2 separate regions of the Sus scrofa genome follow, and region 1 is linked to region 2. The links are chromatin contacts, called in public HiChIP or PLAC-seq maps. All regions are on one chromosome and are shown on one strand. The core of a region is the stretch at or near the end of the contact, and the rest is flanking DNA. Distances in the headings are between cores, read along the strand shown.

The links. HiChIP or PLAC-seq counts read pairs in DNA pulled down with a chosen protein or histone mark.
Region 1: a contact with region 2 is called in an H3K27ac HiChIP or PLAC-seq map of alveolar macrophages. The contact joins the promoter of GALNS here to the promoter of TCF25 in region 2. A contact is called at or near these places in 1 of 5 promoter capture datasets (liver) and 1 of 2 datasets of contacts at active chromatin or transcription factors (alveolar macrophages).

What each region holds. Positions count from the first base shown.
Region 1 is chr6:866,977-871,485 of Sscrofa11.1, forward strand. It overlaps GALNS (galactosamine (N-acetyl)-6-sulfate sulfatase), which reads left to right and starts at 2,308. Exons shown (of 14, transcript NM_213955.1): 1 at 2,308-2,472. The coding sequence starts at 2,356. It overlaps TRAPPC2L (trafficking protein particle complex subunit 2-like protein), which reads right to left and starts at 2,277. Exons shown (of 4, transcript XM_013994398.2): 1 at 2,174-2,277; 2 at 635-807. The coding sequence starts at 2,206.
Region 2 is chr6:205,984-210,355 of Sscrofa11.1, forward strand. TCF25 (transcription factor 25) reads right to left here and starts at 2,858. Exons shown (of 18, transcript XM_021097023.1): 1 at 2,531-2,858. The coding sequence starts at 2,722.

The DNA.
Region 1 (4,509 bases), core at 1,058-3,557, 660 kb after region 2:
GGCCCTCGCCCTCTTTCTGAATCTCTTCCCCACCGGGGAGTATTAACTGCAAACCGGAGCTGGCACCAATTAGGTGAGTCCTGCCTAAGGCACCCACGCCTCTACAGGCCACTCTGTCTCGTGGAACAGTGGATCCTGGGCAGTGATGCTGGGTGACCTACGTGACTGCTTGTGGGAGTGTCTTTGAGCTCCACGGGTTTCGAGCCCTCTGTCCCAAGACCTGGTCAAGCTTTTCCAGTGACTCAGAGGGCTGGGCCGGACAGTGAAATGAGTGAACAATCACCCCTTGCTCAGGAGGCAGTGTCCCACCGAGAAGGCACTGCAAAGATTCCTGGCAGGCAGGCCGGAAGTAGCAGAGTGCCCAGTTCCTCCCCACACCCTGGGGACAGGTGCAGGTTGTCCCAGTTCTCCAGGCAATTAAAGCCTGGCTAGTCCCCTATCATCCTCATTAAAGAAAAAAAGGAGTGAGGTGTTAATTGGCCGCAGGCTGCTCTCATTCCCCACTGGCCAAAAGCACGCATCTTTTTTTCCTTTCCAAGGGGGGTTAGGAGATGCTTTTCAAGGTGACCTGAGGCTGCAGTGCAGCCCACAAGGGCAGGGAGGCCCCAGACTCGAGCCGCTGGCATCAGGATACACCTTGTAGTCCTCCGTGGGGTAGAGGAGGCCCAGGTAGAGCTCCCTCTGGTCCACCAGCGCCTTCCCCATCGCGGAGATCTTCTCGTCCACCACGTCCAGGGACGTGTGCAGCATGTAGTGGAACTGGAGCTCGTTCTCCGTGGGGACGCTGCGGATGTAGAGAGGGTAATTCTGCAAGAAAGGATGCCGGCGGCTGGAGGGGCGCGAATCCACCCTGGGTGTACCCGGAAAGCAAGGCCAAGGGCACTCAGGAGGGAGGACCGGCCAAGTGCCTGTGACCAAAAGAACATGCGCTTGCTCCCCCAAACCCACTGCCTAATCTTCCAAGCTGCTGTGGGCACCGCCTTCAGGGAGCCAACCTAATCCGTGGGGGTTTCCAGCCTACCTGCCAAGGGGCATCATGAGGACGGGCAGACAAAAAAAGGACAGCTCTGGAAAGTGGGTTTGAGTGCAGTCTGTCACTCACCTTCACCTTCTGTGTGGAGAGCCCCGTCCCAGCACGTGCCCTCCTCTGGGCCCTGGAATACTGCCCGCTTCCCGCCATGCCAGCTACTGCAGTCTTGTGGCCCGGGGGGAAGCACTGACAGCCTCCCCCTCTACACCCTTAAGGCTTGGCTCCACCCTCCTTTCATCTCTGCACAGCCATTTCCCACCAACCTAACCTGAGAGTTAAGAGTGTCTTCCCAGGCTCCACAGGCCACGATTCACTGCTTCTGTCCCCAGCCTGGCACCGCACAGATAGAGCAAATACAAGGCTGTCCCTACCCCAATAAGGATGACACGGGGAAAACAGTCCAGAAACCCACCCACAGATAAACCTGGCACATGCCAGAGGGCTGCCAGCACTAAAGGAGCTGCAGGGAACCTGCTTCAGAGCCGGGTCTTACAGAAGACCCAGGAGACTTTGTGCAGGAGCAGCGCGCGGATGGCCACGCAGCTCAGTCTTAGGATTCAGAAACAGCTTCTAGAAGAAATCTATGGCGCCCGGTAAAGGGATGGGAATGGGGCAGGGGGAGGGACGGGTTCCAGGTGCAGAGGCCGGATGCGAAAGCGCAGAGCCTGCCCGGGAGCTGCAGGTTATTCCGTTGGTTGGAGTGGAGGGCGTGTCGGTGGCACAGGGAAGGAATTCAGACAGAATCCTAAGGTCATGAAAAGCCACTGTTGAGGTTTCAGGCAGGGGTGCGCCACGGCCTGATTCGGAGAAGGGACAGTCGATGGTCCAGGGTGATGGCCTGCACGGCGGGAGCGCACAGCGCAGAAAGATGGACAAAAGTGGACGTCGAGAGTCGGGAGCAAGAATCCACAGAGCCAGCGGACGGACGGACGGCCGGGCGGAGCGGGGGCCCGGACGGAAGAGGAGGGCCCGGCCTGTGACGCTCCGGTAGCGGCAGGTGCAGGCCCGGGCGGCACCTCCCCTGGGCCCGCCCCTGGCCTCCGCGAAGCCCCCGGGCCCCCCTCCCGAGCCCTCCGGGCAGGGAAGGAGGGGAGGCGGAGAGCGAGGCTGGCGCGGAGCGGGCCGGCCCGCCTGCGTACGCACCTCCTTAGCGATCACAGCCACGCACACCGCCATGTTGGGAGCCCCGCCGGCCGCGTCACGTGACGACGCCGGTCACGTGGCAGACCCGGCCCCGCCCCCCGCCCGCCCGCCCGGAAGAACCGCCTGCTTGGCTCGCCGGGTGCCCGCGGTTCCTGGGCTCTTCGGCGCTGGGCGCTGTTGCCATGGCGGCGGTTGCTGCGGCGACTCGGTGGCACCTGCTCCTGGTGCTGAGCGCCGCGGGGCTGGGCGTCACGGGCGCCCCGCAGCCCCCCAACATCCTGCTCCTGCTCATGGACGACGTGAGTGCGGGCGCGGGCGGGGCTCCCGGGACGGCTGCGTTCGGGCGGGGGCGCGGCGGGGGCGGCAGCGCCGGGCCCTGCCACCCGCCACCTGGCCCGTGGGAGAAGCTGAGGTGAGGTGGTCGTGTCCAGGCCGGGCCAAGAGCAGACCCTCCTGCCCTGTCTCCTTCCCTGCCCCTCCCGCGCTGGAAGGACAGACGGCAGCCTAGACCCGCTGGCCGCTTGAGGGCCAGCGCCCCTGCTCACCCTTGTCTCCTCCCACTGCTGGGGTGTCTGGGGCGGGGAAGGTGGGCATTTGCTGACCGTGACCCCAGCCTGCCTTCCCTGAAAGTCGCCTCCCTTTCCTCTGGCTTAGGGGACCTGCCTTGCCAGGGCCTGTCCAGACTACCTGGTCTGGCTGCTCTGGTCCTGCTGAGAATTGTGACCAAAGGTCAGGCCTTTGTGGGATGGGGAAGAACAGAGCCGAGAAATGTCCCCTGTTGGGTGTTTGTAGCCCTGGGCCCGAGGTCACGCGGCTCACCCTGGTGGGCCGGCCCTGAGGTGTCCACTCATCCCTTTGTGAGTTTGTCCCCGTGCTCCTTACCCAGGAAGTCAGAGTGGTGTTCTTTTTCTTTCTTTTTTTTTTTTTTTTTCCTTTCTAAGGCTACACTAGCAGCATATGGAGAGTCCTAAGCTAGGGGTCTCATTGGAGCTACAGCTGCCACACCTACACCACAGTTCACAGCAACGCTGGATCCTTAACCCACTGAGCGAGGCCAGAGATTGAACCCGCAACCTCATGGTTCCTAGTCAGGTTCGTTTTGTCCACACCATGACAGGAAATCCCAGAGTGTATTTTTCAGACACTTTTTTAGGAGTGAAGTGGAGGTTCTGAAATTCGTCCACGTGAGCGTCGGGGTAAAGTGGGGTCGAGGACAGAGCTGGGCTGAGGTCCCATCCCTCTGAGCTGTGGGGGGACTGCAGCCTTTGGGTCTCCCCTCCTTGCTGTCCTGAGGGCTGAGGCAGCGCTTAGGTCCTGCACACAGCTCCTAAGCCTGTGAGTCCAGAGTGGTGACAGTGTCTCTGGGGCCCTGGTTGGCTGCAAGATGAGGTTGCCAGGAAGTCCAGGGCGAGATTGGAGGGTTGGAGCCTTCAGCACAGCCTTGACCTCTCGCGGGGAGGGGGGAGGTGCTGGAGCCTGAAGTCCATCACCCACGGCAGCAGTTGGACCAGTCATGGCCGCGTAACAAAACCTCCACAAAAGCCCTCAGCCCTGGGCTTCAAGGGGTTCCAGGCTGGCGGACACATTGCGGCCCAGAGAGGGCAGGGTTGCTCTTCCCACAAACCCCGCCCAGGTCGTCTCTTGTACCTGTTGAGACAGGAAAGAGGTAAACACAGTGCCAGCCTGAGTTCTGGGAGCTGTTCTAGGAAATTATCCAGCTGGGGGAGGTTGTGGGAGCCCGACTTGCAGGAGGCCTGGGACTTGGGGCTGGCATCTGAATTTGGGGGTGGGGGGGTCCTTGTGGGGCTGAGCCCTGACCTGTGAGGGCAGAGGCCAGGTTGGGGTCAGAGGTGTCAATTGGAGCCAGGCTGTTGGACTCCCACATGGGGCCTGGAGCCTGGAAAAGAGGTTGGTGTGGTGCCCCCACCCCCATACTTGGTGCCAGAATTGTTCTGAGTGAAAATAGCCCAGAGTTCCCCAGAAGGCCAGCAGAGATCTCACAGGAGCCTCTGACCGAGGCCGTGAGCCTCAGGTGGCTGCCAGGGGGTCCTGGCTGGTTGGAATTGCGAGACGCTACGTGTGTAAAACACATTGGGTTCCTAAGATGCAGTACAAGAAAAAGACACAGGAGTGCCCACCTATGCAGGTGTAGAGATGGTGCATAGTCCGTGCAGCCGCAGCGGAAACGAATCCAACTAGGATTCATGAGGTTGCAGATTTGATCTCTGGCCTCGCTCAGTGGGTTAAGGATCTGGTGTTGCCCTGAGCTGTGGTGCAGGTCGCAGATGCGGTTCGGATCTCATGTTACTGTGGCTGTGGCGTAGATCGCAGCTGTA
Region 2 (4,372 bases), core at 1,608-4,107:
CGAGCCGCCCGAGCTCCGGGAGCACGCAGGTCATCTGACGGTGCGCGCCAGGGCACACGAGGGAGAAGAAGGACCAGACGAACTGGGAGGGGGCGTGTGACTCATTTCAAATCAGCAGGAAGGGTGCCTGAGACCCGAGGACAGGAGCGACCACGAACAGAGCTGGTCCAGGGAGAGGGGACAGCATGGGGGTGCCCAGCGTGGCTGGAGCAGAGCAAACAAGACTGGAGAGCGATGAGTGGGCCAACCTGGCCCCCACACCGCCGGGGGTCCTGAGGGAGGAGGGCTGAGAGCAGACGTGCGCGTCGCAGGGTCCCCGCGGCCGCTGCGTCCGGACAGTTGCAGAGGAACGAGAGGATGAGCAGGACTGGTGAGCACGACCCCGCCAGCGGCAACGGTCACACTGCAGGTACCGCAGCCTGAAGCCACCCAGGACCTGACAAGGGTGTGCAGGTGGGGTGTGAGGGAGGGAGAAAGAGTGGGGTGCCCTCTGGGCTGCTGGCTGTGGCGACAGAAAGAGTGGAGACGCCTGCACAGACGGGGAAGGAGGAGGAGGTGGAGAGGGCGGTGCGAGTTTAGACGCACCGAGGAGATGGGTGTGAGTCGGCGATGGGGAAGGAGGCCTGTGCTGGAGACACGGAGGCCGCAGCCGAAGGCAGGAGCGACGCGCTGAGCTGACTGGTCTCCGGCAGCCCCACGACCACCCCTCCTCTTCCTCACACCCAAGCACCTGGCTGTTCTTCTGACTCATTTATCTCAGACTTCTGTGCCCCTGTCCGTTCACCATCCTTGCTTCTTGAGCAGGAACATGAACTTTGCTTCGGAGACAAGGAGCGTGGTGTGGGTAAGAGCACCACTTCCCATCGAGCAGCAGGTGTCACTGCAGGTGGCACTTGCTGTCGCGCTTGTACAATGGGGACAATGACCTGCCCGACTGACGAACAAGACAGAGCAGCAGAGCCTGCGCGCGTAAATGTCCTCCAGTGACGGCTATTTGACACAAAACCTGGAGGATCTGGAATAAGGGGAAAACAGCCCTGACAGGAGGTCCAGGACACAGCCGACTGGAGCACGAGCCCATCACACCCTGTGCACAGAGGGATGGAAGGAAGAAGGGAGCTGGCGGTGCTTTCAGAGGTCAGAACAGCAACAGAAGGAGTTCCTGTCATGGCGCAGTGGTTAATGAATCCGACTAGGAACCATGAGGTTGCGGGTTCAATCCCTGGCCTTGCTCAGTAGGTTAAGGATCCGGTGTTGCCGTGAGCTGTGGTGTAGGTCGCAGACGCGGCTCAGATCCTGCGTGGCTGTGGTATAGGCCGGCGGCTACAGCTCCGACTGGACCCCTAACCTGGGAACCTCCATATGCTGTGGGAGCAGCCCCGGAACGGGCAAAAAAATAAATAAAATAAATAAATAAATTAATTAATTAAAAAAAAAAAAAACCAAAGTCGACAGAAAACTTAAGGATGCAGGATGGGATGGAAGCGCTGGGAAAACAACTGTGGAGGCTGAGGGGCACCTCTGAGGGTTACCCGTACGTCTCTGTGTATATCTGAAACTTCCCATGATACAAAAGTTAAAAAGAAAGAGGTGACAAGAAACGGGCAAGCAAGAAGGCTCCGAGGAGGCGAACGAAGAGTCAGGAGGACCCGAAGAACAACGGAGTCCCCCCTTCACCAGAACGACAAGGTCAGGCTCTTACCCAAGAGGAACAGGAGCAGCAATTTCTACACCCAACGCCCAGACTGGCAGCCCGCGCGCCCCACTGTCTCAGGAGGGGCCCGTAACTTGGCAACTTTCGGTAAAGTTGGGAGCAGTAGCCAGACCAAGAAGGAGCTGACAAGCATGGCTGGTTGCTCTATGGTCTTCAAAACTACTGCTACGCCTTCAAACACGCAGCAACAGCTGTGGAGTCCCTACGTGGGTGGGCACGAGGTGCTGGGGACATAAGGCCAGCGGAACAGGCATCCCTGCTGCACAGGGCGGTCAGGGCAGCAGGCGCTCCGCACAGACGTGCAAAAGTAGAGAATGAGGCCGGCGACAAGGAGACCCCGGTTGTTGTTACTTAATTCCCATCTACTGTGTCGTTTCTCTGGGCCAGACACCTGCCGGGGGGGACGCAGAGATGACCCAGAGCCAGACAATGAGCCCTGGGGTGTGTGGAAAAGATGAGAACGTTCGTGAAGGCCCTGCGATGACTCGGCTTCGGAGGCACTTAACCCTGAAATCCAGGTTGGAGCCCCGAGACCCCGCCCACCGCGCTGCGGTCCCGCCCCCAGAGCCGGCCACACCCACTCCGCCGCAGCGGGGACCCACTAACCCCGCCCATGGACGCTATGGCCCCGCCCCTCACCGCAGCCCAAACCCAACGTAGCACCGCCCCGTGGGCTCAGGCCACCGCCCACCCCCTTGGCCCCGCCCTCCCCACTGCAGCTCCGACCCCGCCGCCCCGCCCCGTGACGTCACGGACCCGCCACCTCGCAGGCCGCCCCCACCCGCTGCCCCCAGCCCCGGTAGCCCTGCTGCTCACCAGCTCGAACCGGTTGTTGACGCGGACGCCCTCCTTCCCTGTGCCCCGGGCACGCCGGCCACCTGGCCCCTGCTGTGGGCATTCTTCTTCTGCATCATCGTCATCATGGAGGACAAACTGCAGGGCGCCGGGCCCAAGGGGCTCCTGGCCGCGCTGTTCCCCCCTCAGCCTCCGGAGGGCCCGGCGCGACATAGGACCCAACAGCCGCTGACGTCTGGAGACCGGCAGAAGGAAGAGCAGAAAAGAGAGCGGCCGGCGCGCCTGCGCACTTACAGCGCGGTGGCGCGAGGCTGGCGCGTCGCGTCTGCGCGGTGCCGCTCTCCCGAAGTCCCGCCCAGTCGTCGGTATCATCAAAGAAGGTGCGTACGCTTCCGGACGAGTTCTCGCGAGAATGGGCGGGTCCGCCGGCCTCTGTTTCCTGTTCTGGAGGCGCGCCCGCGACGCACATCGGGACCGGGCGGGGCGAACCGGGGGCGCGCAGGCTCAGATCCTCAGGCCTCTGCTCTAGGCGGCGAGGTGGTGCTGTCGAGGTGGGGAGGCTCGGGCTGCAGCGGGAAGCCCGGGGGACCCAGTCCCGGTAGGTCGCCTCCACGGCCGGCGGCCAGACGATGCTGTGCTTGTGAGAAGTCGGCCCTCCGAAACGCAGGAGCTTCCCAAGCAGCGGATCGGGTCACCCCCTCCCCGGGAGACCCCGGGTCTGCCCTGGGAGTCTGCTTTTTGCTTGCGTCCCAGGTGATTCTCCTGTATACTGGGTGTGGGGATCCTTGGTCTGAGGTGGAGGCTTGCCACGCTTACGGTGTGTCCTAACGGTGATGATCAGGGGCCCAATCCCTAGAAATTCCGAGGTGGGGCCTGGCATTGATTTTCTCTTTATCTTCAGGAGAGTAGAATGCGCAGGCAGATTTGAGAAGCCCTGCACTGCAGAGGTGCAAGTGCCAGGCTAAGGTGGTTTGGCGTGGGTAATTGGCACTGAGCTGGGGTTGACTCAGTGTGGCGCCCAAGCCAGGCCCTAGACTGAGTTCTTACCTCCTCCTGGAAGGTAGATATCACTCCCCACCCTGCCCCTTTTACAGATAAAGACTTAAGAGAATAAGGAACTGGCTCAGGTAGAATCTGGATCTGCATTTGTGTCTGTGGCTCCGGAGTTCAGATGAGGAAGTCTGCCGACGGAGACCGAGAAGCAAGGCGGGTTGGGTTACCTGCAAGTACTAGGCCCTGGGATCGCACTGACTGGCACAGGCTGCTGCCTCAACCCCCTGCCCCACCCTCCAACCCAGCTACTGAGAGTTGGGCTCAGCTCAGACAGGACCTCCGGGGCACTGCCCTCCAGAGAATTCCGAGCATGCAGGGCCAGCCATGTCCACTAGATCTTGTGTCATCGCTGGCCCCCGGAGCGAACAGCTTATGCAGGCATGTTGCCTCGCCTGTGCTGGGAACGTGGGCCGGCCATCCCACGCAGAACTGCTCCTGCCTGGCTCCTGTGGGTCGGTGGCCATGAGGCTTCGAGCAGTACCTTACCCGAACAGGCAGCTCTGAACACTGTCTCTCCCTGTACTTTCCAAGGCCTGGTCCTCAGCAAGGGAAGTTTGGTTGTAAACACTTGCAGGGTAAGTGGCCTCTGTCTCTCATGATCTAAATTAGGGGAGGGCGCAGCACAACAATGGACGGAAAAAGCATGTATACATATATGTGTAACTTGGTCCCCATGCTGTATCGTGGAAAAATAAATAAATAAAATTTGTTATAAAAAAAATAAATAGGAGTTCCCGTCGTGGCGCAGTGGTTAGCGAATCCGACTAGGAACCATGAGGTTGCGGGTTCGGTCCCTGCCCTGGCTCAGTG